Linked DNA regions of Gossypium hirsutum: region 2 is linked to region 1. Evidence: chromatin contacts called from public Hi-C data. All regions are on one chromosome and are shown on one strand. The core of a region is the stretch at or near the end of the contact, and the rest is flanking DNA. Distances in the headings are between cores, read along the strand shown.

Region 1 (7,287 bases), core at 1,541-4,040:
AGTCAATATCATAGAGTTCATTCTTTAAACTGCATGCGGACCGAAGATCCTGCTCCTCTCAAGTTAAGATGACAGTAAACCAGAAACAATACATGTTAGATATGACTACTTAGAAACACCACAATCATGGAAGTGCTTTTTTTCAACCTCACTCCCTCTTAGGATCAAGGTAGGGTAAGATATGAAACCTAAAGATATTCAGAAGCAGGGCAGTTTTAAGATAATTAATTACAAAATCCGTTTTACTGTTTGCATTCCATTAGTTTTATTGTCAAAAATGTCTCGTGATGGCATGATTTTATGGAAAATGATCAAAGATGCAGGCCAATATGTTTAAGTTATAATGGCAGCAGTAGTTACATTTTACCTCTGAAACCAATGTACAGCAACTTTTGTCCCGTAAAATTTTGAAACTTTTCATTAATGGCAGCAGACAGCAGTTGTTACATTTTACTTAGACCTTAATTGAGTGAAACTTTCGATTATTTAATTATTTTAAGAGAGTTATTATAGCATTTAAGCCTAGATCATTTAAATGAAAAGAAAATGATAAAACTCCTTTCTATTTCTGTTGTATCACACATTATTGGAAAAGAACATAAGAGTTTACTGAAAATTCCCATATATACACTATGATAGATTATAAACTCGAAATTTCACTGAGATTATAGGCCCCATTTCTTATGAGCAACAAGCTTTCAAAATGTCTTCAATATCTGGATCATCCCCTGCTTCTTTGTCCTGTCAAGGGAAATGGATTTTAGAGCCAGTGTTAGGGAAAGAAAGCTGTGAATCAATGACAAGTTATTACATAATAATTAATAATGGTTTCAGTTGAAATAGTTGTTAAAATTCACATTATCATTATGCCAAGAAAATCTTGTGGCGTTCGAGTTTTGTCATCTTTTCAGGCAAAATACCTTGTGAATGTATAAAATGTTGGTTTTTCCAGGACCTGCTACTAAAATTCCACCTTGCTGCCTGCAAAGTGAATAGTGTGTACAAGTTATGACTGAAAACAGTCTTTCTGCAACACTAGACAAATTAAATCAAGGCAGAAAATCATTCTTATCATACAGATTTAATCTTATGTATAAATTGAACAAGTGACAAGAGCCCTACCATGACTTCCAGGAAAGGCAGGAACCACATGCAAACTTAATGTTCTGGTCTCTAGATTCGTTGTTTAGGTCATAAGCAGATTGAAATGTTCATTGACATCCAGGAAAGGCAGGAAGGTGTCCACAAAAAAGAGAGTAAAAGATTGAAGTAAAAATTTAAAGTTCATCCCAAAGGTAACATTTTTTTTGCAGAATGTATGTGTCTTATGCAAGACTAGCTTGTGAAGGTCGGCGTTGATTCATTAATAGGGTAATTGTAATAAAATGATCAACGTACCAGCCACCTCTCTTAACAGTGTCTTCCTCAAAAGAAAGCTTCCAGTCTTGTCGGTAGCCTTCCATGTACAACTGTATTATTTTAAGACCTGCCTGCCATTCAAGAAAATACCTAAATGAGAAAGGTTGCTAGAATCACAGAAATCCAACATCATTTCTAAGAAACAAAAGCCATTAATTATACAATGCTTCCTTTTTTACATACTTTGGGGGTAAATGTGGTTGTAACCCCAGAAACAAATCTTAGTGCATTGTATGATGAGTGGCTTGGATCTGCATAAACCTCTGAACCAAAAGCAACAAGATAACACCACCACCTTCTCGTCAATAAGTGTTAATAATAAGATAGCAAAATAGATGCAGAACAGGAATTTTTTCGGTACCTCCTTTGAACTTAGTTTGCTCTGCAAATGTTTTGGCCTGCAGGGGATAAAAGAAGTAGTTATAACAACTATCCAGCCTAGTTCATACTTTCATGCAACTTATAAGGTCTGATGAACTTGCCAAGTGAAATTTCATGGATATATACATAAGCCACCAAAAATAAAACAAACTACATGCATTAAACAACCCATATACTGTTGGTGCACTTGCCTGTTCAATGCTTCCAGGTCCAATTAAAACAAGTGCAGCACCTGATTTATCCATTACATCCTGCCATTATTACCAGGGCTATGTTAATAAAGATGACATACCATCAAAGTATGGGTTTTCGAGTTCGGGATTATTATTACTAAGCAGTAGTTTACCTTCTTGGAGGCAAGATAATCAGCCCGTTTGCGGCAAAAGACACATCTAAAAGCAGTGAAAGACTAAGAACTAATAGGAATCTTTAGTTAAAAGTATCAAAATCCATACCCTACACTACAAAGATGCAAATAAAAATAACCACCCAAAATGGCGAGCAAATGCGACAACAGCTTTCCGATCTTTCCACAAATCAGAGATGGGGATTTCATTGCCGTTCAAATCGAACACTTTGACCGCATCCAACAAATCAACATTATCTTCACTCACTGCAGAAGATTCGAGTCCTGTTAACAAAACCAACCACTTCCAAGTTCAACCCTTTGATCAGCTTCGAATTAAAAGACAAAACCTGCAGCAGCTAAAGGAAGAAGAAAATTGAATACTTTCCGGTAGAGCCGGAGACGGCGGAGAGCACCGGCGGATTCCGTGGCATGGAGAGTTTGTTCTCGTTTCTATGGTGTTTGAGACCGAAATTCAATGGTTGGTTGGGAAAGAGGCGCGCCGAACGATGATTGTGGTTCCCGTTGCACTGGAAAGTGTTTGGCAAGAGACTTGTCGATAGGGAAATCGCCATGTTTGTGAACTGTGAACACTAATTCGTTACAGACAAAAAACGAGAAGTTGCACTAAAATTGTAAACCGTAGATTCGTAGGCTGTTTTATGGCAGCCGTTCTGACACGTGGCAGGATATTAGGGATTATAATTAAATATGATGATTACAGTTCAATCTGCCACGTGTCTTGTGTGAATTTTCCGATGGAATTGTATTCTCTGTTTACGTTTTACACTGCATAGAAATTAATGTTTTTGTGGCAACTAAGGAGAAAACAGCTTTATAGGTAGTAAATTGGATTTCAGAAGAAAGTAGTCGGCCGGCAATTATTCAACTTCAACATTCACATCACTCGAAACATCAAAAATACATTTTTGTTAGGTGTATTAAGTTTTAACTCGATTGGTATAGATGTTGTTGTAAGGAGAATGTGAGTTTGAGTGTGCTAAAAAGCATTACCTTCCTGTTTGTGAGTTGGGTAAGCGCATTATCCTCCTATTTATGGAATGAGGAGAAGATATAAATAGTTCCAAACATTATATAAACAAAAACAAGTATAATCAGAAATCGAAGTTGTTCAAAAAAATATAAATACATTATTTCTTTTGAATACCCTTCTAATCTAGTTTTAGAGTGGCATGCACGTGTGTTCCAATTTTATATACTAGATGAATTATTGATGTTTGAGAATGGCATGCACATGTGTCTAGTTAAATTGAAACCAATTGTATATACTAGATGAATTATAACATGTACTTTTGCGTAAACTTAAAATGATTATTGTTAACTACTTGATATGTGTATGATATGTGGCTCTTTCAATGATATTTAAGCTATTTTGTGATGCTATGGAATTGAAATGATATAAATTGACAGTATTTAAATTGTTTTTTAAATTGAATTTTGACAGTTTTACTTCTAGGTATCGACACTAAAGGCTCAAGTATTGATATCAATTATATGAGTATTAATACCTATAACCTAAAATGGCCCAAAAAATGATGTTTTTTTGCTTGTTCAATGAGTTTGGATGATGCCTATATGTTTATACTTTAATATTTAATATTAAATTGAGTTTATTAGGGATGGATAGAGTGACTTGAATGTCAAATGACGTATCCAAACATCAATGTTGCATAACTTATTTGAAATCCTTGTTGGTTCAAGTAAATGTATTGTATTCATCCTCGAAACTCAACTTGCACTGAATTCAATAGGGGAAAGATCAACAATATTAAATCAATTCCGCAAACATTATCTATGATTTTCTCATAACTTAGAATATTGGTCCATCTCCTCTTGGACTTAGTTTATTCACTCGTTTGGAAAGAAAACATTCCTTGTACATAAACACCAAAATCCAATCTCTAAACTTGAACAATACTTGCTTGCACCCTTTATTCGTGTGGTATGCATTAGGCTCATTTTTTTTAACTGTCTTTCGAGCCTTCACATGAATCTCTTTCACTGACTTAACTTTTCATTCACCATCTAAATTAACAATCATATTCAAAGTTAAAGGGATTAAATCTAATGCAAACCATAGTAACAAAAGGTAATTGTTCTGCTCATGGGTTAATGTTCTTACCCACTATAGCTTGAAAAAGAAATCTCAAGACTCGATTTGATAGAATGTTTGAAGATGACAAATAATAAAGTAGTTTAGTATCTTAACTTACCCTATATAACACTGTCTAGAAGTGACTAAGAAACCTCACGTTGCAATTAGAAACAATAGTTTTTGGATCCACAATATGGAGTACATCATCAATCTTGTGACAATCCACAATCACGAAGATGTTATCTCTTCCTCGCTTCGTTCTTAGCAAAGCTAACACAAAATCCATTGAAGTGTCAAGAGGAATTAGGAAAAAGAAGAAGAGTATTTAGACCACGCAGTATTAGGAAAGAAAATTACGGCTTTTCATTGCAATTTCGCTAAAACACTTCTTCCTTTGCGGACCATTATCAAAGTGTTGGGAAAGAATTCAAAATGAACCAATTATATATCACAGGGAGTAAATCTATAAAATTAAAATAGTTTTACATTCTTTCATATATTTTTGTATGATTGATATTTTAATGATCCAACCACTGGATTTATTGATATAATTATACTTATCATGTATATAAAATTTCGAATCCGTCTGATATCTCTGCCATATCGATCTAAAATACTATATATATATATTAATATTTATTGAATAATTGAAAGTAGAAATTTTAAATTTATGTCAAATTTGACATGCATGGTTTATATGAATGGAATATGTTACATCGTTAAAATTTTGATCATATAAAAATATAATAGAAAGTGTAAAACTATTTTAATTTTACACCGATGTAAATAGATCTCTCCTATACATAATTCAAAAGATAAGTTACGAAAGTAACTAAAAAGAAGAAAATATTTAAAAAGATAAATCAAAATAAAAGAGATGGATAATTTATCTTGCAAAACATCTAATCAACTTGTGATTAGAAAATTCAATAATAATAATAAATCGTATATGAAAAATCACACATGAGGCAAAAGAGAATTTTGATGAATCAAATACGAAATTACCTTTCATGTAGTTGATCAAGTCTCCTTTATATAAGAACTCGAATGATAAACTCGTAATAAAATAATAAAAAATTTAGCACAAATAATTTAATCTATAATTAAACTCTATTTAACAATAAATTAGAACTCTTAAAACTAATTAAATATTCAAATTGACAAGTTTTACATAGAATAACTATTTAATCAATTAAATAAACTTGGAAGAAACATGAAACACTTTAAAACTTAAGAACAACTATTGATGATTAAAGAGACTTCCAAAAGATGATGTTTATTAGAATGGATTCTCGGTTAATTCTATAATATTGATCCAATAAATTTCTTGGACATGTGTTTCTTCAAAATGATGAGGTAAATGCAATCAACTTATCTTTAATTGACCATCTATACTTTCAATGATTCGTTTACACAAAAATTTGATATTTTGATATTTCTGATTGGACTCTTTTGAATTATAAAGTTCATATTATAGTACTAGATTAGAGCATATGCATGATAAATATATAAAAATTAAATATGATTTTAGTTAAGAGAATGAAGATTTTTGAGGTATTGGGTTCAGATTTCACTATGTATAAATATATATATATTAAATTGTATGTAAAATGTTGAAATACTCTCAATTTTTTATTTATAAATTCTCATTTTGGGACTAAATTTAGATTGATATTTTAGATAATAGTTTAGATTTATATCTATCTACAAGTCATACTGATCTTTAAAAAAGAATAACCATCACATTCTTTTGTTTCTTACGATAAGCTATTAAATTATTAGTATGTTTATATTTTGGTTATTTAATTTCAAAAAGTTATAAAATGATCTTTAAATTATTCAAAATTTTTCTTTTAAATCCCTGGACTATTTGAAAGTTTTATTTAAATCACTAGTTCTTAAGTTTTTTTTAAATGTTCGACTAGTGAGCTCCAAGCGACGATTTGACGACTTACACAGTGAATCAGTACCAATCGACTGGTAGAAAAGCATACTTTAGATCCAACTTGATTTGACGGTCAGTGTCGGAGCTCGGAGACGAAAGTTGTTTGGATTTTGGTTTGCATATTCGTGACATTCAAAGTTATTTCATGAAAAATTGAACTATAGAAAAAAAGGGGAACGAAAGCTTTGGATTGGTACAAGCAGCGCAAATAGAGAAGGTCATACAATAACGATTTAACATCCTAATACTTAAATGAAAACTTTCAAATAGTTTAGTGATCATTTTGTAACTTTTTGAAGTTGAATAATTAAAACGTAAATTTACTAATAGTTTAGTAACCTTAGATTTAGTTTACCCATTTTATTATTGCAAAATTTTTTGAGACATCTGAGCCTGTCGGTTAGCAATTGGTAGAAGGGTAAGTTCATCGAAGCTTTTCGAAGACACCACTATCCAAAGCTACATTTACTATTTTATAATATATCAGTCTATTTTTTGTTGTCGTCGGATGTTGTTGTGTGTCCAAATTTGATTGAAGAATAAAAATATAAACTATAAAAAGATCACGTCATTATAGATTACTTAACAAGCAATTAAAAATATTACTTTAACTGCTTTTTTATTTTATCATATAGTATTGCTTTTTAGTTATTAAGTTAGAATTTATTTTCACATTTAATTGCTTTTTCTAAATTTAAGAAAAATAATTATTATACATTTTTATTTGTGTAACTTCAATGACTGCATTTATTTATACGGAAATTCATTATACTCGTTTATTTAAAAATATTTTTTTTTAAAATTATATTTAAGAAACAAATTAAAACTTAACAATAAAAATATTTTTCAAGTGAATGGAAATTTTCAAGACTTTAAAAATTTCAAGAGGAGGAATTTTGTATGAATAAGTGAGAAATATTTTGAAATAAAAGAAAAATTATTGAGAGACAAAGCATGGATTTTGTATTAAAAACCTTAAATTGAATTGTAACATTTTTTTAGAAGGACTAAAAATGATAATTAACAACATTGCAATTTGCATCAAATAAAATTCGTGACAAATATAGAAAAAAATTAGAA
Region 2 (7,067 bases), core at 1,930-4,429, 150 kb before region 1:
TTTGTTAACACCATTAAAATATTTTATTAAATTCATATTTATTATAATGCCATTGTTTTTGTTATACGAATATCAAATAAGGTTTTTTTTAAAAAAAAATTAAAATGTCACAATAACAAATTCAATAGAAAAATATTAACAATGTTAAAAAAATAAACTTTACTTTTTAAATTTGAAGAGTAGAGGGACTAAATCTCTAAAAATAAAATTATAAAGATTAAATTTCAAATATACTTGTAAAACAAAAACTTTTAGCGTATTAAATTTTTTAAATTTACTTAAAAAAGGAATTATTACCCCAAACCAAAAAGATTAAATAAGATTGTCCGTATTGACGGAATATTATTTAAAAAAAACCATATTTTTAATTGGAATCATTTTCTCTTTCTATCTTTTTGGATGGTCCTATTCCAATCTTCTTTTACATTCAACCTCAAAGTTCAAATCTTTGATAAAAAGATGGGAAGTTAAAAATATTTAGTCCCAAAAACACAACTCGTATCTTCTTTTCGGTTTCACTAATTTGGAAATCAAGTAATCAACTTCCCATTTTCTTTATTCATATTATTGCATTTCCTTTTAGCAAAGAAAACAAAGAATTCATTACCCATGAATTGCATCAGTCTATTTAGCTGTCGGTTTCGCAGCTTTGCTACAACACCTAGGAGTACATTTGAAACTGGCTAATTAATTAAAAATCTTAGCTTCAATAGTACCGGAATTCCAACACTAGAAAGAGATGCAATCAAATTGTTTCTTGTGAGATTCAAGCATCACATCATTTCATTTTCTTTTCTCAATTTAAAAAGTTTTAAGGTGAATCGTTAAAGTTTCTGCAACTAATCGCACTTTGATATATGTACATTGAGCTGAGAAAATTGTAAATAAATAAAGTGAAGTGTGGTGTTTTGCATGTATCATTGGTCTAGTTGTAATATTTATGTGTTTCAATGGAACAAAAAGTATCTCAAGGACTGAACCTAAAGGAGATTAGATGATATGAAGAATTAACAAAGAGAACATATGCAATTAAAGAGTCTCGCTACAAACCATAAAATTGTCGAATTAAACTAACTTATCAGCTAAAGGATTGGATTATAACAAGACTAAAATTACAATTAAAATAATCAGAGAAAAATGTAGTAGTTGATTAATAGCCCTGTAAATAATTAATTCTCAGGATCTAAAATTATCAATTTTCTAATTGGTTCAATTTTATCTTTAAATTACCAAGTTTACCCAATTAGATGATTTAGTCTAAATTTTTTCTAAAATAATAATTTTGGGATCTAAATGAGTTAATTAATGATTCAAGTTTATCATACTAAAGTATCTCATTTATTTTTCTTATTTTGCTTTGAAAAAGTTTTCAAATATAAATAGTTTCAAATTAGTTATACTATAAAAAGATTTTAGTTTGACATGTTTAATTTTTTATTTTAATTTGAACCTGTTCACTCAATTCGACTCGATTTAAATTTCATTTCACTTAACTTGATTCCAAATAATTTCAAATCGAGTTAGGATGATAAAATAAAATCTATTAATTCGATTAACTTAAAATTTTTTTACTCAATTCGACTCGATTCGATCCAATGTTGAATAACTAATATGATTAATATTTACCAAAATAGTTTCGATATTAATAGTAAATAAAGTTTACTGTATAGCATTGAATGACTTTTGGCAAGTTTGTATGCAACTTGTTCAACAAAAGTCCATTATAATGAATATATTGATAGACATAAACGTTAAAAACTTGGAATAAAAATGGAATAATTGATTGGTATTCCAAGCTGTTATCCATTGAATGAGAGGAAGATTCATGAAGAAGTCCAGCATTGTAGTATTATTGGCTCCCATCCAACCGCATTCATATGTCTGTTTTGAGCATGTCGGATACTAAAAGATTTTTCTGTTTATTTTTGGGTTGTAGAAGATTTGATTAAGCAAGCCCAACCTAAGACATTTGTCATGTGAAGGAGGCCCTAAGCCTGTCGATGAATCGGCAATTGTTTACTTCATTAGTCGGAGAGTTTTTATTTGGTACGTGGACCGTGAGGTACTTAATATCATCCTTTATTCTTTGTTTCATATTATAAGTTTTCTCCTTGGAATACTAATGTTGGTTGGATACCTTTTAGGTTTTTGCATGTTTAATCATTGATTTCATTTACAAGCTGGCATCGTCTAAAGACTAATTTAACAAAGAATTTTTCTGACAAAAACTCAAAAATTTTTATTTTTGCATTTAGTCAATTTTTGACGTTTAAGGAATTTTTTTTCAAAAAAATGTTTTAAAAAAAAACAGTTTTTATCCCAAAAATATTTCTTAAAAGCATTGTTAAACTATCAAATCCCTCTATTCAGACTCTCCGTTGAGATGCTCCGTTAGTCTAAACAAGCCTTAATCTAAAAATAAGAGATTGATATTTGTGCGTGGCAACATAACGCCCACGGGGTTGCGAGGACTTCACAAAAGCTTAAACATTACTGTGACGGCCCATTCATTGGTTTTTCTCATGGTGGATTGTTTAGTGACATTTAGACCCAATTTAGACCAAATTAGGTTGAGAACAGAACATGGCAATGGCATGGCGTCAATGTCCCTTACGTCACCCTTTTGTTGAGGAACTGTTAGTAATGCAAATATATTCTGAAAATGACTACTCCCCCCCACGCAACAGAAACTCCATAAGTATATATATTCGTCTAAATCCCTTCATCATGGATAAAATTCCATCTGGATGTGCACCATTTCCCTAAAGAGGATTCCTTATTCCTGTCTCCAACATCTTCACGCTCACTATTTTATTTTTTTAAGCACAAAATTGAATTATAAAATTTTGAAGATTAAAATATGATTTATATTGTATTAGTTTATAATTTAATTATTTTTAAAGAGATTAAAATGAAAAATTTATCAATTTAGGGTTAAAACTTAGGATGCCTCTAGCGTCGCCCTTACATGCACCGTCAATATATAAATTTAGGCACAGACAATAAATTTTCCGTTAATCAATCCAAAATTAGGTTATTCTTATTATTTTTTTCTTGTAAATTATCCCGTAAGAAAATAGGATTTTAAAAAAATGAAAATGATGCGTTTTGTGGCTACTAAAAAGGAAATAAATGATTTGAATGAAAAATAAGGAGGTGAATATTAATATCAAAGGTGAAAAACAAAATAAATTAAAAATAACAAAAGTTGTAACAGATCTCTGGATAGTTGAGTGAATATGATATGTAATTCAATTTTTACAATATAAATTTATAAACCCACTGTATAATTACGCATCAATTTAAGAATATCTCATTTTTCCCTTATAAAAATGCATCTCTATCTTACCCTCTTTCTCATAGCAAAATAGCATTTGAGTATTCTTACATAATCTACACGTCTTGCCTAGTTTGTTTTTACAGCTATGTCCATGATTCCACGTATGTATTACGGTGGGCACAGTGTTTACGAGCCTTACTACCAGCAGCAAGCAGTTTGGGATCCGTTCCAAGAAGTCCTGCACGGCGGGAGCAGCTTGGTTGCGGCTGCTTCGCCCGAATCACGGTTCGAGCTTACGAAGCTAGACTGGAAGGAAACCCCGGAAGCTCACGTGTTCAAAGCGGACCTTCCAGGGCTGAAGAAGAACGAGGTGAAGGTGGAAGTAGAGGAGGGGCGAGTTCTCTGCATTCGCGGGGAGAAGAGCGTGGAGAAAGAAGTGAGCGGCGGGACGTGGCATCGCGTTGAACGCAGCAGCGGTGCGTTCGTAAGGCGTTTCAGGTTGCCTGAGGATGCCAAGCTTGATAAGCTGACGGCGTGTTTGGAGCGGGGGGTGCTCACCGTCACAGTTCCTAAGAAAGAGCTCAAACACCCCCCTAAAAGAACCATTCAGATCCATGTCCAGTAATCTCGTGTTTCCCTTTTGCTTAACAATGACAGCAGGGAATGAGACCAGGTCTTTATGAATCATATATATATATAATCTTATGAGTGCTTTTGTTGTAATAGTGCCAATATATATTTTGGCTCTTATAATTTAGTATGATAAATTAAATACTATTTATATTATAAAAATTCAAAAATACATATTTGGCTGAGCTGATGAGAGAGATTTAAGGTAGCCACCTAATAATTATATAATAATGGCGTATTTGAGTGATTACTGCAATCACATGGTTCTCACTTAATTTGATGTAATTGGAGACTTTCAATTTTTATAGAAGAGGGGTAAAATTTTGAGTAATTACACATATCTCAAATCTAATCTTAAAATTATTTTTATACAAGTTATAAAAATTATATTATAAACATTAACTATTTGGGGTGGTTATGGCCAAAATTTTATTATATTATAAGAATAATTTACGTATTTAATAAAAATATATATTATTTAAAAATTTATTTTACTTGTTAAAAAATGTTATAATATATTTATTTATAAAAATTTACGACCAAAAAGCATGACAACAACTTATCTATGTCTCCATGCTATATATTATAAAAATAATAATTTATTCATAAAAAAATTTAAAGCCTTTTTTTAATTATAACTTATTTATAAAAAATAAATTTAGAAGTAAAATGTATATATTATTTATAAGAAGTGTTATGAAAGTTACTAAACAATTTATAAAATCTTTTTTATAAATGTATATTATTATTTATTTAATTTACGTATTATAAAAAGAGATACAACCTAGCATAAGTCTCTCTTCAAATTAATTTTATATTAGTTTTTATAATTAAAAATATGAGTTATTTGGACTATGAACCCAAATATTATAAGGTCAGTGTTAATTATGCAAATACGAAAAGTTTTCTTACACTATAACATGGTGTATGATATCACTTGAGAGAATGGTGCCAGACACAAGCACCGTAGACAGCTCGCGAGCTCTTTAATTTGAGACATTTAAGACTTAAAAATGTGATTGAAAAGACTTTTGTTATTCTAAAAAAATATATTTTCCACATTAGCAATATCACCTTAGTATAGCAGCATAAAAAAATAATGATAGCATTTTTATCTAGATCGAGTTTGAGCAAAATTTTATGTCAATTTTTTTAGTTGAATTCAAGCTTAAAATTTTGGTTAAACCCAATTTGACACATGAAGACAGTTGTCATTAACTAAGCGAAGTATACATGACAAAAGATTAAAACCTAAACACGTGCTTTGGATAAATTAGGATTTTAATTTTAAAAAATAACCAAAAATGTACATGATGGGATTAATGTTGATGTCATTATCATTGGGCATGGGCTTTTGCCATAAAAGATTTATGGGCGATAAATTAAAAAGAAGCCAGTCCTCATAACAGAATTTTGAGCCAAAGCATTTTTTGTGTGAGTTGAGAGTAAATAAATTTACTTTTTTGACTCATATCTTTTTATAACAAATAAATTTATTTTTATGACTCATACAAAATAGTGAAATATCTAATCACTTTCATAGTCTGTACTAATATCAGAAGTAAGGTTCAATTCTTCTATCATATTTGTTTTTTCAAGATGATAATCTTCCATACCTTAGTATCATGAAGAACTTGCAAGCCATATATTCCTGAAACGGTTACAAAAATTACGACATTATTAAACAAGTTGGAAGAAGTTGTAATGAACTGAGACACTGAATCATCCCCCAAATCATGTTTTTCTAACTATTTAAAAAGGTCTGTTTATGGCTTAATTAAAATGACCCAAACAACTTTGAATAAGAAATGGCCCGACTTCTCCCCCCTCAGCTTTTCTTTCTACTGACCTTGGTGGTCATCATCCATCCCTCATACGGACTTAAGCATTTGAAAGGTACAGCCCTCGTTGACGAGGTTTGCCGCCACACATCCCACAATGAATATTGCGTCAATACCATAGTCCCAAAGCCGCCATTATCCGGGGAAAGGATCGCCAGTACCACTTTGGGTTGGGCACAGATAAAAGCTCTGGAAGCCGGAACCATCATAGCTAGTCTACTTAATGATTCTTCTTCCATCTTACCAGTAGCAAAGAACCCTCTACAGGCCAAAGAGCTTCTCCAAATATGTTGGGATTCTAACATGAACACCATGGAGGACCTTTGGATTGCTAGCAGTTTGCTTTACAATAAGATCATCAATCCCATGATTGCTCGTCTGTATCATGCTGCAAATACCACTAGAGTTTGCCAAGATGGCGTAAAAGGAACCGGTTTTACAGCCTTAGCTGCTAAGATCGAGGATATAATTAAGCTCTGTGAAATTTGTGTCGTCTCCACCAACTTCTTTGTGAACGGTGCTCATTAAAAGCTTTTACCCATGAATTATGTGTGCATGTAATAGATAAATAAAGGGTTCCCTTTTGAGTATTGCACAAGATATTTCTAATGGAATCCCCCGTAATATTTTACATCTTCAAATACCAAAATCAACTATCAGTCTGTCATCTCAAGTCTGCTTGAAGGCTTAAAAAATTTGCGATAAAGAATATTCACATATGACATACGTTGCAACAAATATAGAAGATCATTGGATACCCTTCACATTTCTTATTGATAAATTTTGGTACCTCGGTTTCAATTCTAACGATATGAGAAGAGAAAGTTAAAAGTTTTGAAGAATCAGAGACCTCTGAAACACAACTCGATTGACAAAACTATGGGAAAAGAGTTGAAAGACAGGAAGAAACCTTGCTCTTTTCTAAAATTATACCTAGTAGTTTTATTCTTCCCTGAGAAACTTAGAATCTTAGAGTATGGTACATCTATCAAGGCCAAGAGCTGAAAATGTTCTTCTCCCAGGAGGCCACAAGCTGTAAAACCAGGCCATTCCATATTGACCACCATCAGCTTCATTACAATGTTGAGAATCGTCTCTTTCTAATAATGGCGCCGACAAATCATTCTTCTGGTTTTCACCAGTGATCTCACCCCCAGCTCTATCTTCAACTTGAACTTCTGCAATTTCTCCTGGCTTCTTGTCAAATAATCCTTTAAATTGTTTCCGAGCCTTCCTCTCTACTTCCTGCTCATAAACTCGACAAATAGACATAATGAGTTCCCATGTTTCGACTGTGTTGAATGGAAAACAAAGCA

Evidence for each region. A called contact is a pair of places that touch in the nucleus more often than the background predicts.
Region 2: a Hi-C map of leaf shows a contact between it and region 1, with 2.1 times the contacts expected there. The contact joins the promoter of LOC107890998 here to the promoter of LOC107891009 in region 1. A contact is called at or near these places in 3 of 34 Hi-C or Micro-C datasets (leaf and seedling).

What each region holds. Positions count from the first base shown.
Region 1 is chrD09:46,144,130-46,151,416 of Gossypium_hirsutum_v2.1, reverse strand. It overlaps LOC107891009 (thioredoxin-like protein AAED1, chloroplastic), which reads right to left and starts at 2,790. Exons shown (of 10, transcript XR_001682106.2): 1 at 2,535-2,790; 2 at 2,290-2,431; 3 at 2,147-2,192; 4 at 1,992-2,051; 5 at 1,781-1,817; 6 at 1,603-1,682; 7 at 1,399-1,490; 8 at 1,123-1,173; 9 at 921-981; 10 at 548-741.
Region 2 is chrD09:46,295,846-46,302,912 of Gossypium_hirsutum_v2.1, reverse strand. It overlaps LOC107890998 (18.1 kDa class I heat shock protein), which reads left to right and starts at 3,179. Exons shown (of 1, transcript XM_016815616.2): 1 at 3,179-4,095. The coding sequence starts at 3,426. The coding sequence ends at 3,905. LOC107890999 (peptidyl-prolyl cis-trans isomerase PASTICCINO1) reads right to left here. Exons shown (of 21, transcript XM_016815617.2): 21 at 6,492-6,996. The coding sequence ends at 6,721.